Linked DNA regions of Mus musculus: all the other regions are linked to region 2. The links are chromatin contacts, called in public promoter capture Hi-C maps. All regions are on one chromosome and are shown on one strand. Each heading gives the region's core, a stretch centred on a gene start, on an enhancer-like site or on the middle of the called end of the contact. The rest is flanking DNA. Distances are from core to core; before and after follow the strand shown.

What was found. Promoter capture Hi-C pulls out the DNA fragments that hold promoters and counts their contacts.
Region 1: a contact with region 2 is called in a promoter capture Hi-C map of pre-B cells. The contact joins the promoter of Efnb1 here to the promoter of Kif4 in region 2. A contact is called at or near these places in 6 of 39 promoter capture datasets (the 3T3-L1 cell line, cranial neural crest, frontonasal cranial neural crest and 3 more), 1 of 484 Hi-C or Micro-C datasets (CD4 T cells), 1 of 115 datasets of contacts at active chromatin or transcription factors (large pre-B cells) and 2 of 9 other capture datasets (adipose tissue and liver).
Region 3: a promoter capture Hi-C map of erythroid cells shows a contact between it and region 2, with 4 times the contacts expected there. The contact joins the promoter of Ercc6l here to the promoter of Kif4 in region 2. A contact is called at or near these places in 1 of 39 promoter capture datasets (erythroid cells) and 2 of 9 other capture datasets (adipose tissue and liver).
Region 4: a promoter capture Hi-C map of erythroid cells shows a contact between it and region 2, with 32 times the contacts expected there. The contact joins the promoter of Ogt here to the promoter of Kif4 in region 2. A contact is called at or near these places in 2 of 39 promoter capture datasets (erythroid cells and pre-B cells), 2 of 484 Hi-C or Micro-C datasets (B cells and pre-B cells) and 1 of 115 datasets of contacts at active chromatin or transcription factors (astrocytes).

The regions. Positions count from the first base shown.
Region 1 is chrX:99,134,641-99,137,875 of GRCm38.p6, reverse strand. It overlaps Efnb1 (ephrin B1), which reads right to left and starts at 1,815. Exons shown (of 5, transcript NM_010110.5): 1 at 863-1,815. The coding sequence starts at 990.
Region 2 is chrX:100,624,201-100,627,627 of GRCm38.p6, reverse strand. It overlaps Kif4 (kinesin family member 4), which reads right to left and starts at 1,563. Exons shown (of 30, transcript NM_008446.2): 1 at 1,040-1,563; 2 at 810-924. The coding sequence starts at 1,159. Pdzd11 (PDZ domain containing 11) reads left to right here and starts at 1,687. Exons shown (of 7, transcript NM_001356384.1): 1 at 1,687-1,742; 2 at 2,241-2,340; 3 at 2,750-2,833; 4 at 3,039-3,095. The coding sequence starts at 2,254.
Region 3 is chrX:102,155,838-102,159,434 of GRCm38.p6, reverse strand. It overlaps Ercc6l (excision repair cross-complementing rodent repair deficiency complementation group 6 like), which reads left to right and starts at 2,344. Exons shown (of 2, transcript NM_146235.3): 1 at 2,344-2,527. The coding sequence starts at 2,460.
Region 4 is chrX:101,638,792-101,642,451 of GRCm38.p6, reverse strand. It overlaps Ogt (O-linked N-acetylglucosamine (GlcNAc) transferase (UDP-N-acetylglucosamine:polypeptide-N-acetylglucosaminyl transferase)), which reads right to left and starts at 2,401. Exons shown (of 22, transcript NM_139144.4): 1 at 2,130-2,401. The coding sequence starts at 2,166.

The DNA.
Region 1 (3,235 bases), core at 566-3,065, 1.5 Mb after region 2:
AATCTAAGCATGGCTCTCCAGTCCTTGGGGGGGGGGGGGTTGGACCTGCCTGGACAGGAATCACACGTTCCCCACCCACCTCCCTCGCTGGCTCCACTACCATTCTCAGCCCTGATAGCTCTAGAAGCTCTGGTGCCTAGCTCAACTGGACCCCCGACGGGCACTGGATCGAACCCCCTTCTCAAACAAACCCTCTTCCACTCCGCCCTTCTCCACCCGCCGCCTTTGTGAGCCTGGAAGCAGCGCCCGCCTTTCTACCTCCCCGGCAGAGAGAAATGGGGGGGGGGGGGGAGTGTGCAAGAAGAGACGGCAAAGAGAAAGACAGGGAGGCAAACAGACAGGGAAGAAAGACAAATGAAAATGGGAGAAGCTGGAGAAGATATACAGATGCTGCCACTCGCCCCGGGGCGCTAGGTCCTGAGCCGCCCTGACACCTAAGCAAATGAGGAACCTGTGTTCTGGCCTGGTCCCTTGCTCAGGTCGATCTCACCCCTGGAGTGGCTGTGAGTGAAAACCACCACGTTCCCAGAGGCCCTGGAGTGGGCTGCTTACTCGCCCCCACCCAGCTCTCGGGTGCGCTCTGGAGCGCCCAGACATTCTATATCTGCCTGGTGTGACCAACAGACGCGATCCGGACTTGAGAGTAGGGCCAAACCGAAGGATCGAAACGCAGCTAAGTGCCCCCACCCCACCCTTCCGCACCCTACCCCGACTGCCCGCAAGAAAACACTAGAAAAGGCCAGATATAAAATAGGGCGCCGCACCTCCTACGGACAACCCCCCCCACGCACTTGGGGGTGCACGACCTCACCCCGAAGAAGTGCCTCCCACCCCCAGGGACCAGAGTAGATAAGTTACTCACTTAGGGTTAAGAGAGCTCCAGGACACGGGCTCCAGGTTCTTGGCCAACGGCGTGGCAAGCCGGCACAGCGTCAGCACGACCATAGCCACAAGCCACTTGCTGAGCCAACGCTGCCCAGGCCGGGCCATTTTCCCCGGGGCAGAATGCACTTCAGGATCCCCTAGCGCCTCCTCAGCAAAGCTCGCCTCGCCTGCCCGTGCCGCGCAGCGCTCGGAGCCACTCAGGCGCCCATCCTCCGCAGCCGCCGGCCTTGAAGCACTCCCCTCCCGCTGGCCTCGGGGTCGCTCTCCTTCGCCCGGCTGGCCAGGAGGACTCACTGGGCAGGCGTCCCCAACCCGCGCATGGGCTGCGGCCTCCGAGGACTTTCTTCCCTGGCCTCTCCGCCGCACGAGGCGCGACGGGGGCTCGCCGCCCCCGAGTGATCCCGCCGGATTCCGCTCGGCTCTCCCAGATTGTTTGAGACTGCAAGTCCTCTCCCCGATCGGGTCTCCCTGAAGAGCGCTCAGTGGCTGCCCCGACGCCTCGACCGTCCTGGGATTGACGCCTCTGGGAAGAAGAGGCGGGTTGTCTCCCAACAATGCGAGCTCGGTCCCCAGGCTCCCGACTGGGTCCCCCTAACACGGACTCCGTTCCTCCGGGCCACAGTGGGACTCCGCGCCGGCGCGTCCCACGACAGCTTCTACTTTAGCACCGGCCCTTCTCAGTATACTTAAAAGGCTAGTACGGCCCTGCCGAGCAAATCAGTCCCGTCGATTTGCACCTCTGAAGCCTCGGCCGGGTAGCCCGGCAGCCCGGTCGCCAAGTCCTTAATCCCCGGCGATTGAGCCCGAGTGTCTGCAGTCAGTGCGAATCACACACACCCCCCACTGCTGTCCAGCGCGCATAGACTCCCTCCGCTGCCGCTGAGCTTTCTACTCTCCTGCTCAGGCGAGCACAAGGCCAACCCTGCTCCTTCGAACCAATAGAAAGCTCTGTGACGGGGTCCTTGCCCCATACCACGCCCACAGAGCAGGAAGGGGTGGGGCTTCGGGGAGCTCATAAGGACGCTGCTCTCTCGATGGCACGAATCTGAATGTGCGGCTCTTGCGGTTATGCCTCTGTCCCGCTTAGTCTGGTTCCCAGGGAGTTCTAGGGAAGTTGGCGCTTCCCAAAAGCTGCTGGCCTGCTCTCATGCACACCCGGTCAGCACCCGGCCCACTGACCTAGAGCAGACAAACCCTGTCCCAAGTACCTCCAGAAAGCACCGTCCTTGTGTTCTTTTTATACACACAAACACACCCCACATGCGCATACTCGCGTACCAGCCCCAGAATCCCACTCGGTGCCCACTTCTGTCAGCCTGCCTGCTCCCAGTCCAGTCACTACCTACACTCTGTTGGACCCCGTCTTCCTGTCCTCGTAATGCACTCCTTTTTTGCATTGACCACGACAAGAGTCTATTAGACTATTAGAGGTTAGAGCTATGGGCAGTGGAGACTCAGAAAAAGTATTGTGTCCAAAGGGGAGGAGGAATTTATTTGCATCTAGTGAACCAAGCCTTTAAAATTTTCATCTTCGAGAGCGAGCCCTTTGAGACCCTCCACCCCAAACTCCAGGCACACAGATTTAGTCAGTCCTGTCTGAAGGCATACGAAAGGGCCAGGAGCAGGCAAGTAGGGACGAGAGGTCACAAACTGTACAGAAAGCTCTAGGACAGGGGAGAAAGGAGCAGAAGAGAAGCCTTTTGAAAGAGCAAAAGCAGGCATCTGGGCCCTGAGATTCCGGACTCCAGCCTTTCCCGGCCTCGGCCTCACCATCTGGGTCTTTGTCTCCCAGCACTGGCCCATTCTCTCCGCCCCTCCTTGTCTCTTTGCTTATAATTTGGCTCAATCCCATAGCTCAGACCCTCCCGGTCTGACCTACTCGCTTTTCTCAGGTCCCAGCGGACGTACCCACGTGCTAATGTCTCCCCCTGCTGGCCTTCTATAGACTTGCGGGCTCCCGGGATAAGCGGAGGCCTCCCACCTAGAGCCTGCTGAGCAAGTCTGGCACTCAAAGCGCTCAGAGGTAGGCATGGCAGTAGCAAGAGCCGGCCACTGGCCACTCATGTAAGAAAGGTGGGAAAGATCTGGGCTTGGGGACTTCAAAGGTTAGAAAGGCTTCCTATATTCGCGCCCCTCCTTTTTCTCCTCCTCGCTGCCTCCTCTTTTCTTTTTGTAATGAATCGGGTTCTAACTTTAGACTTACTAGGCAAGGTAAGAAGGACCAAAGAACCAAATTCCAGTTCCTTCTTGTTGCTTCTCTATGGAGATAACGGTCTGAGCCCCATCCTTTAGGGGCTTTGCCATTTATGAGTTCCATGTCCATTCTTGAGTCCTTCACTGCATCATCTAA
Region 2 (3,427 bases), core at 314-2,813:
ATCAAGGGTATTACTGAAACAACTGGCAACACTTGAACAGGGCTGAGGATGAGAAAGTAGTAACAAGACATTGCAACTTCTGTGATTATGATGGCTATGTCATGACGCTTACTGGAAATATATGGTAAAGTATTCAGGGATCATAACATCAACAACTTATTACCAATGATTCTATGAAAAAAATGGCATCTTTATGCTGTTCTTGCAACATTTCTATAACTACTATAACTACAGTGTTTTCAAGTTTTACAATAAAGTCTGGGCCTATAGCTCACTTGGCAAAGTACTTGTCTAGCATACACAAAGCCATGCGTTTGCTTTCCAGCACAGCATAAGCCAAATCAAGGAGGGTGGTTGTACTGGCTAGTTTTGTGTCAACTTGACACAGCTGGAGTTATCACAGAGTAAGGACCTTCAGTTGAGGAAATACCTCCATGAGATCCAACTGTAAGGCATTTTCTCAATTAGTGATCAAGGGGGAAAGGCCCCTTGTGGGTGGGACCATCCCTGGGCTGGTAGTCTTGGGTTCTATAAGAGAACAGGCTGAGCAAGCCAGGGGAAGGAAGCCAGTAAGGAACATCCCTCCATGGCTTCTACATCAGTCTTTGCCTCCCAAGTGCTGAAATGAAAGGTTCTCTGTGAGGTCCCAAGACAACAAAATATGTCTAGGTCAAAGATAAACTGGATGTGTTACTAGGCTGTGGGCTGTTTTTAAAGGCAGAAGTCTGTTTCATCCATTCCTCTTATTTGTAGTGCCTATATGACCCACCCACACACACACAAACGCCCAGTGAATTAGACAGCCTCACCTTTAAACACGCCTTTTATGAGTGGAGCTACTGCTGTATTAAAGACCTCTTCCTGTTCAGTAGAGGGGTCAAACACAAAATCGTAGGTAAATGATTTATCATTACCAACCACCACCTGCAAGAGGCAAGAGACAAGGATGGGGAAGGATTAAAAAAAAAATGCCTGACCACGCCCCTCGCTCCTTTCAGCCTCAGCTGTGGAGGAAGCCACTCCAGACTCGACTACCCACCTGAGGCTCTCCGGGCACAAAGGAAAGGCACGTCTGGCAGCCCTCCTTAATCTCTTTCGAGACGAGGGGGCGACAACGCAGTGCCACTCTTACGGGAATCCCCTTCACCTCTTCTTTCATGGTACCAGCTCAGCAGGTGTCCGTGCTGGGTGAAGCCGGCTCTCCCAGGAGCCCCCGGAGGCTGGCAGGAGTGGAAAGGCCCTTCTCAGGCGGTGGGAGAGCTCGGAACTCGCTGATGCACTCTCCCTCCCAGCGGGATCACGGTGTCCTGTCACTCTTGGCCACCGCCTAAAGGTTTGTCAGTCCCAATACTGCAGGGCGAAGCGGCGTCAGCAATAAGGAAACTCCAGCAGAGACAGCAACCGCGACCCCAAGCCCTAAAGTGCTCCAAAGCGCAGAATCGGAGCTAACGCGGTGCCCGGGTAACTCACCAAACTAAACGTCCCTCTCACCGACCTTCCCTGGCGCCCTGTTCCAACCGGAGCTTTAACCGCCAAGTTTCAAATTGATCCCAGAGGCGCCAGCCAATCGGAGCGCGTACAGCCTGTGAGAAGCAGACGAACTTGAGCACGCACACCGTGACGCGCAAGGAGGCTGGAGCTCTGGCTCGCCCAAAGAGAGCTCCGCCCCGGCAGGGTGGTAGGAGCATCCGCTTCCGGTTCCGACGCCGAATTGGCTGTCGCTGACCGAGGCCTTCTTACCGGTGAGGTGGCCCTGAGTTAAGTGGTCGCGAGCGCGGGATTCGGGCGGGTTGCAGGACCTGGATCTAGAAGGTAGCCCGTGTAGACGGAACCCGTCTGTGGACACCACGTTTACTAAGCACCTCTAGAGATTGTGTCTGGCCCCAATCCCTATGGGATAGTTAAGAGTTGGCACTCCCTTGCTGTTTTAAAGTAGATCTTTGTAGATGTGTAGATTCTCTTTTCCTAGGTTGGAAGTGGTGACACCTATTGTTTTTTGTAGAATTGTGAGAAATGCAAACATGCCATTAGAGTGCTTAAAAAATTAATTTTTTTGTCTTTTGTTTTTGTTATTTTGTTTTGTAGCCTGCCTCTCCTCCCTACCCCCCCTCCCCAATCTTAACACCTACTTGTGGGCTAGTCCCATAAAGGAATGGCCCTCGGCTGGAAGGCTTTCTGGAACTTAGAGTGCTTGGTCCTTTTTAAAATCATTTTCGTTTCCTTTGATTCGTCCTTTTCAGGGCTTTGCCTGAAATGGACAACCGGATTCCCTATGATGACTACCCTGTGGTTTTCCTGCCGGCCTATGAAAACCCTCCAGCGTGGATTCCTCCTCATGAGGTGGGCGCCATCTGCATTCCTGAATAATCATGAGATCTATGAAAGAAAAAGTAGCAGGGCTAGGAAACTCAGTGGAGAGTGGATCTTAGGTGAATTCTGAGCAACAGTGACCCACTGGTGACTTCTTGCAGAATCACCATGCCAGAACCCTTCACACTGGTGAATTCTGAAAATTCAGAGCCTTAATTTCCATCCTGTCAATAAGAAAGGACTAGGGATCTATAGGGCCACTAACATGTCCCGAGACTAAACAGCCACTCCTCTGGACTGTTTTATCTGTGCTTTGTAAACTGAGTCAATGGCTTTACCAATTCCTGACATATATCTGGTTTATTGGTATTCTAAAAGAAGGTAGATGTAACACATCTAAGACTGGGAATAAGATTTCGGGGATTGCTGTATCTTGCAGAGAGTGTACCACCCAGACTACAACAATGAGTTGACCCAGTTTCTGCCCCGAATTGTTACACTGAAGAAGCCTCCTGGTGCTCAGGTAAACTTATAGGGGCTCTTATTCCAGTAACGTTTGGTCCATGCCAGAAATTGGCCATGGTTGGGGTGTGGATGTGGATTGGGAGGTAGGTGACCAGAAAAGCAGAGGTGGCACTTCTACAGCATCTCCTTTTCTTCTGAGTACATAGATGTCCCTGTTCTTATGTCTCTGCTGAGTCTGCATCCTGTGTCCTTTTGTCTTTCAGTTGGGATTTAACATCCGAGGAGGAAAGGCCTCGCAGCTAGGCATCTTCATCTCCAAGGTCTGTGTGAATGTGTGTGTATGATAGGCTGTATGGCTAGCTACTTTGTTATCATATTAAAGTGCACTGGTGGCCCAGCAGATAAAAAAATGGATGACCCGCTGGAGTCATAGGATAGACATAATGGAAATTCAGCCTTTCCCTTTGAGAACTGTACTTGGGGCCAGTATGCTGGGGCATGTGGGCATGTCAGTACTCTGAGAACTCGAGAGGCAGAAGGGGGAAGATTAGGAGTAGGTAACAATCTATAAAGTCAAGGCAGACAATGGTGACATAGGACCTTAGTCCCAGCACATGGGAGGCAGAGATAGGCAGATCTCTGTGAATCCAAG
Region 3 (3,597 bases), core at 1,095-3,594, 1.5 Mb before region 2:
ACACATAGAGACATCCAATGAAGAGGATCATGAAAGTCTGTAAGAAGCTTCAGAATTATCAACAAATGTTGTTTACCCCTCTCTTTTTACTCCCTACTGGAGCTGTTTAATGTAAGTTCCAGATGTTCTATCATTTTGTCTAAAAATACCTTATTGTTGGGGTCCAGGAATTGCCTCACAAACTACACGAACACCAGTCTCAGTCCAGATTCAGGAATTGAGCCATGACCGCGAGTTAAGATCCTACAGGGTTTTAAAGCCCTAAATCCACAAACATCTTTGCCAAGTTATTCTACCAGTCAGGATTAAGAAATAGGAGGATTTCCTCAGGAACATGTCTTTGTTGTACACTTATCTTACTCCCATTAGCTGGGATATTCACTGTGGCAGGGAATTTGTTTTGTCTAATATTCATGTCTTAACTTGCCAACCAGGATGTTAGTTCCCAGGGAAGTCTTAGGCACTTGAACTTTAATTGACCACTACTCAAAATGGAAGTCTTTTTTGATTTTTGTTTTTTTTGTTTTTTGAGACAGGGTTTCTCTGTATAGCCCTGGCTGTCCTGGAACTCATTCTGTAGACCAGGCTGGCCTCGAACTCAGAAATCTGCCTGCCTCTGCCTCCCGAGTGCTGTGATTAAAGGCGTGTACCACCACTGCCCAGCTCAAAATGGAAGTCTTATTCCAAATAGTTTATTATATTGGTGCAAGTGTCTCTTATGTTGGGGTCCATTTCTCAGGGAATCACAATGTCCATGTCCCCATCAGTATGTTTTGAGTCCTTGCTGGCCTCGAACTCATCATAATCCTATCTCAGTTTCCAGAGTTCTGGGCTTCAGGAGTGGCTTTCTTAGTAATATATAAACCAGAATAATTTTTGTTGGCTCTCGACCTCTTATGTATCTTTTCCATTTCCCTAAGGCCTGAGCTTTGCCTTTGAAAATGACTGCATCTTAACTAGAACTTCTGAAGGGGATAACCACATTATAATTGCACTTATTTGTTTATCTTCACAAAATGAAAGAAGCCATAGAGTCACAGAGCTAAGCAAATGCTCTACTACTGAGATATAGCCCCAGCACTCACAGGGTCTCACTAAGTGGCTTGGGTTGGCCTGAATGGATTTTGAATCTGTAATCCTTCTGCGTCAACCTCAAAGGTGCTGGAACCCTAGGCTTTGGTATCTCCACGAACAAAATAAGCCAATTCAGGCCAAATTAAAGTATAAAGGCAGGTTTATTGGGGGCAGCCTCCAGGCAGGTTCATTCACCATACAGGAGGGGGGTGTCAGTGAAGTCACCATGGAAAGATAGGCAGAGAAGGGGGAGAGAGAAAGCAGGCATGCAGAGAGAAAAGAGAGGGAAAACCAAAAAGGTCTGTATTACATAATGAAGAGCTGCTGGGTGGCCCAGCCTCTGGGTTGGAAAGTTCAGTGTAGAGGGTGGGGTTTGCCAGTCATGCCCTGTAACAAGGATGAAGGATGGTGGGAGAACCTGAAGGCCAGGTCCACTTTGGTATGTTATATATGCACCTCAGCTACTTGTCCCGGATCTGAAACCCAACAGGCTTGTGCCACCAAATCTAGCTATTATTATTTTTTTACATTTAATTTTTTCATCATTTCATATATGAGTAATCTGTAAGCCATTCATTCCCATTCAACTCTTATCATGTCCCCTTCCCAACCTCTCAAATACATAAATAACCTCTACTCTATTTGGTATTGCGTAAATAAGGGCGTGTGTGTTTGTGTGTGTACTTCTGAGACAGGGTCTTGTTTATATGCAAGCTCAGTCTGGACTAGATCTTGAGATCCTCCTGCCTCTGCCTCCTAAGCACTGTTATCAGAGGTGTGCACCACCACGAGCGGCTTAGGCTTTGTCTTTGAAAATCCTTCTTCAGTGTCAGCTTTAAGTTGCAGGATTGCACTTCTAGGTGTGTGAATTCCAAGTATGTTCAGTGCCAGGCACTGGCGGGGAGGAAAAGGGGGCAATGGAGACCTCTATGGGCCAGTACAATAAGACAGCCTCCACTCACAAGGACAAGAGAAACAAGCGCGCATTTTACTCACGCTCTTAACTCCTTCCCTTCGCTCTCATTACTCAACATTCACACTCACCGCCACGCAGTTAGGACGGAACTGAAACCACCACCGGTCACGTGAATCAGCAGCCCCCCCCCCCTCCAAAAAAAAAAAAAAAAAAACCCAAAACGTAAGGCCACTCTAGCTAACGTAGCTAGCTAGCGCCAGTGCTCGAGGGCGCAGGCGCAAGACCTTCCTGGGCGGGGCTCAGGAAACCGCGCTCGAGCGCCAGATCCCGGATTGGCCCGCCGCGAGGCGGGCAGTTGGCTCTACCAGTCTAGTGCGTGAGCCCAGCCTGGGTAAGGCGGGAGCGAGCGAAATTCAAGCGCGGTTTTAACTGGGAGTCTCCTTTCCTGGGCTCTCCGGATTCCCTGGCCATGGAGGCTTCCCAAGGCTTAGCGGAAGTGGAGACTTTGAGCCCACAACTGGCCGAGAGTTACCTGAGGTATGTTTGGGTCTCCGGACGGGTCGAACTTGCAGTCCCTGGCCTGGGGTTGAGGTGGAGTGGCTCCCACCTCCCCCTAGGATCTGCTGTGGCTTTGACCAGATTTCTATTTCGGGGAGCTCGCCCTGCCAAGTCACTCGTAAGTCAAATAACTCTTGAGTATGAACTCTTTAAGAGCCTGAATTTTAATTAACTGATGAAATCTTTGAGTCTTTCTAACTCGCCAACCGCCAGACCTGGGAGAAAAGAGGAAAAATAGTCCCTAAGTTGTTAGCAATTGGGTAGTGAAAATGGGATCTGAAACAGAAATACTTTATGGTGTTTGATGGATGCTGTAAAATGTTTTATTTCCCGACCAGAGTGCTGCCATTAAAAGAAAGGGGGTCCAGTTACGAAGGGAAGACATATGCCCCCAAAGGAACCATTAAGCCCAGTGAATGAATACGCTTTCACCAGATGCCTAGGTTGGAATATTTAACTATTAAAAATTGTAGTGCAGGGCTGGAGAGATGACTCAGAGGTTAAGAGCACTGACTGCTCTTCCAGAAGACCCAGGTTCAATTCCCAGCACCCACATAGTAGCTCACAACCATTATGTAACTCCAGTCCTACAGGATCCTATGTTCTGGTACCTATGTGATGTACATGCGCCCCCCCACCCCCGCCCCGCGCGCGCATATGCAAAACACCCGTCTATGCCTATATAATTTTTAAAAGACTACATAAAATATTAGCAAAGGATTTGTAGACATTTCTCTTAAAAAACACATAATGGCAAACAGGCACATGAAAAGGTTGCTCAAAACCACCCCTAAGTAGAGGAAAAAAGATCACAACTATAATGGGGTGTGTGCCATCCCCTCCTGAGACTGAAGATACAGAGGGTTGTGAGCCACCATGTGGGTGCTGGGAACTGAACCAGAGTCCTCTGAAAGAGCAAGCACCTAGTCCTCTTAACTACAGAGTCCTCTCTACAGTATGTAGATTTATGTTGTTAACTTGTAGGGTTTTTTTTCCTTGGAGACAAGGTTTCTCTGTGTGGATCAGGCTGGCCTTGAACTCACAGAGAC
Region 4 (3,660 bases), core at 1,152-3,651, 1.0 Mb before region 2:
AAGAAACCGGCTGAAAGCCAAAGAGTTACTTTTAAAGCAAGCAGCTGATAAACAAGATGACTTAGCAGTCAAGGGCTAAAGCATTTCATAATGGGTTCGCCAAACATTTTAAACAAAAAACCCAAACGTTGTTCCTCTTCTGGAGAGGACTCAGGAGCCCAAATTAGCTAAATCCCACCCACGCTGCCTTACATTTTCTGCTGTGTTCATGGCTCTCACAGAAGTACTAAGACATTAAAAACAACCCTATTCAATAACCAGGCAACAATCTACAATTGGAAAAGCTTTTAAATGCTGCAATAATATAAAACACGGGATAAAATATAATAAATAACAAAAAATGCTTTTGTTCTGAAGGACTTGATTTAGTTAACATAATAAAAGCCAAAATCCAGGTGCTCGCCTAAGGCTCGGCTGTAAACATTTATCTCCACAATAATTCATTATTAGGAATTCAAGGATAACACTCTAGAGATTAGAATGGGAAACCACAGACCTGGTACTTAATTTTAACCAAGGTCATGGGGACAAGCTCAAATTTGAGCCAGGCTTTCCCATACCAGAGCAATTTCTGCACAGCTAACCACAAAAACAAAGACCAAAAATATTTGTGTCCAAATCTGAGGTTGGAGCTAGAAGATCAACTAGAAAATTACATGTTAGACAAGAACGTAGCACTTTCTAGCTCCTAAATTTAGCACATTACCTATCACTTTCCAAAGTCACATATCTGCTCTTTTAATACTGGAAATGACCATTTCTTCAAATAAAGTTAACAGTCAGAAAAGAGCAAGTTCTTACAAAAACCTACGACAGAATCTTACATTTTTGAAAATCATGATGGGGAAACAGAAAGGTGGAAATCTTGATCCCATTCCCATCTATTAAGGATGAGATACTATTTTAGAGTCATCTATTTATCTCACAATATTCAAAATCGTCAACTAAAACCTAGACACTGAGAAACAATAACCTCTCGGGAACCTTAGAGCTGCAGCCTGGTTCCCCATCCCCTCCCGCCCCAAACAGCCTCAATCTGGAAAGGCAGTTGAAGGACACTCCTACAATTTGGTTGTTTTCTTATTTTCTGTAGCAAAGGCTTGGAGATGCATCGTTGAAAAGAGGCAACCGCTTTGCACTTGTGCAGCTACACTCCAGTTGCTTTACAAACTCTTCAAGCAAGGATGGAAACTTAAAAAAGAAATAATAATGCACACCCTATGGATAAAGAGATACTGGGCTAAAGAATGGGGATGAAAACCCAGAGGCCATGGCGGAGGAATACATAGAGAAAGTAACACAAAGAAAGAGAATTAGGAGGGCGGGCAGGGTGGTCGCCGCCAAGCAACACACCGAGGTGGTTTCTTCCCTGAGGATAAGAAACGACTGTCGGGCTGGCACGTTCGCAGAGGAAGGGTGTGGTTGCAACAAGCAGGGAGGGCTGACCAGGGTAGGAAACTCCGTACTGGGGCAGCGGGTGCAATTGGGTGATGGCTAAGAGAACCCCTGGAAATTTCCAACCTAAATCGGGGCCGCTCAACCCAAGAACACAAGGCGCTGCCCCGGCGGGGTGCGGGCTCAAGTAGCTCTTCTTGGTGCTACTTGGAAGCACACCGAGGAGCCTTCGCTAGTCATGCCTGATGCAAAGTGAGGCTAGGATTACACCGAAATAGCATCCCCGCCCTAGCCTGGCAAAGGAGGACCAAATGTGGCTAAGGGAAAGGGGCTTTGGGGAGGAGGTGGAAGCGCACGGGAGGGAGCGACGGGCTGAAATTGAGGGAGAAAACAGTTGCGACGGGAGACAGAAATTGCAGAGATTCCAATGCAGCCCATTCCAAGACACACTAAGCGCGCACGTGTGCTATAGATTCGTCCCGAGAGAGAAGGCTACAACACTGATGGGATAAAGCAACAACGAAAAAGCCCCCAAAGCAAGCAAAATGCAAGCAAGCAACTAGAGAATGTTTACGAACGGACGGCAGCACCAAACCCGATCAGATAGCAGTAGAACTCGAGAGCTCAGTAATGCCACTGATGTAATGGGGATGGTCAGAGGGAAGTAATGAAAGATACAAGACGGCGCCAGACCCCAAAGGGACGTCTGCCAGAGTAGAATGGGACACTAGTACCTGTACTGTCGGCCACGTTGCCCACGGAAGACGCCATCTGGAGCTTCTTGAGATAGAACAAGGGGTAATTGACTTCTACTGCCGCCACTACTGACAAGAATGGTTCTAGAAGTAGCAGAAAAAAGGCAGCAGCCGTATCAGTGTTTTGAAGGGCTCAGGGGGCGGCACAGAATACTGAACTCGAATCTTAGGAACTCTTGGTAGACATCTACCTCTCACTGTCTTGAAATGGCGGCGAGGGCTCCTCGACCGAAACAACACAAGCCGGAACTACTTTCTGTTATAATCAAGTACCCCGCGGAGGTAGCGCGTAACAAGACTACCGACCAAGTGACTGTAATCAAAGTCATTTGCTCTTACGTAACCTTCCGCCCAAGGTCCATTGCGACAAACATGACTGTAGAGAGCGCATGCGACAACCCTGTCTAGGCAACTCCGGGTTAAGGGCTCCCTATGGGGCAAGAGCCAGCAAGTTTTTAAGAGCAAGGCGGAAGGGCAAAAAACGCCCGTCGATTACTTTTTTTTTTTTTTTTTTTTTTTTTTTTTTTGGCAAGCGCTAAAGTACGAGTCTACTACCTGGTCAGTGATGTCGATGTTAGAATGTCAGAGCGTCTAGAAAAGTTTAATTAACTCCATTCAACAGAAAAGGGTAGTTTACACGACCAACGTGTTAGTTCTAAGCAAGTAAACGCGAATATTTGCGTTTCAGAGACGGGGCTGTTCAAAACAATGGGGGAGCCGGTTCGATTTGAATGCTTTTTGATTCAGACTCCACCCATGAATTTAAGTACTTTGATGAGAAAAACGGACAGTCTCCCTGAGCTGAGTGAACCCAAATGTGTTCGATTTGAACCATATAACCCTAAAATTCAAAATCGTTTGTGAGATTCGGGATGGTAACAGGGTAAATGCTAGGAGTTTGCATGTCAAAAGCAACCACAGAAATGTTAAAGAGGATGCCTTTTTCCTCAAAATTCCTGATCCTGAATTGTGACCTTGTTTCGTCAGAATCATTAAGGACTGCAAATGCCTTGGAGCTTAAGGCAATTCAACAAAGCAAACTGTGTTCCTTTGCCTTCTTCCTAAACCACACAACTACAATGAATTTCCAATTGCCTTCCTTTGACAAAACAGCTCTTTGGATCCTCTTACGGTTTCAAGCCCAGTGTTTGGACATTTTTGTCACATTGTTATTAATTTATATTTCCTGCCTTGTTCCTTGACAGTTTTAAGACACGTCACTAAGTGATTATTACAAGCCACTGGGGACTACAGTTAGCTCTCTTAGAGTCTTTCCGTTTCAAAACTCTTTGATCTAGGAAAAATTAGTGAGCTTGTGTAAAAATGTTTGCTGTCTAGCTCCTTGGTGAAATAAAAAACAAATCCTCAAAGGCTGTTTCAGTTTCTTGAGATTGCCAAACAACCTATGAACTTTGGATTATGAGTGCAGAAAAAGTTGATAATATTGTTCATTTCTTCTGCCCCACAGAACCACAACATGTAGTAAAAAAGAAAGCTTGCCATTCAAACT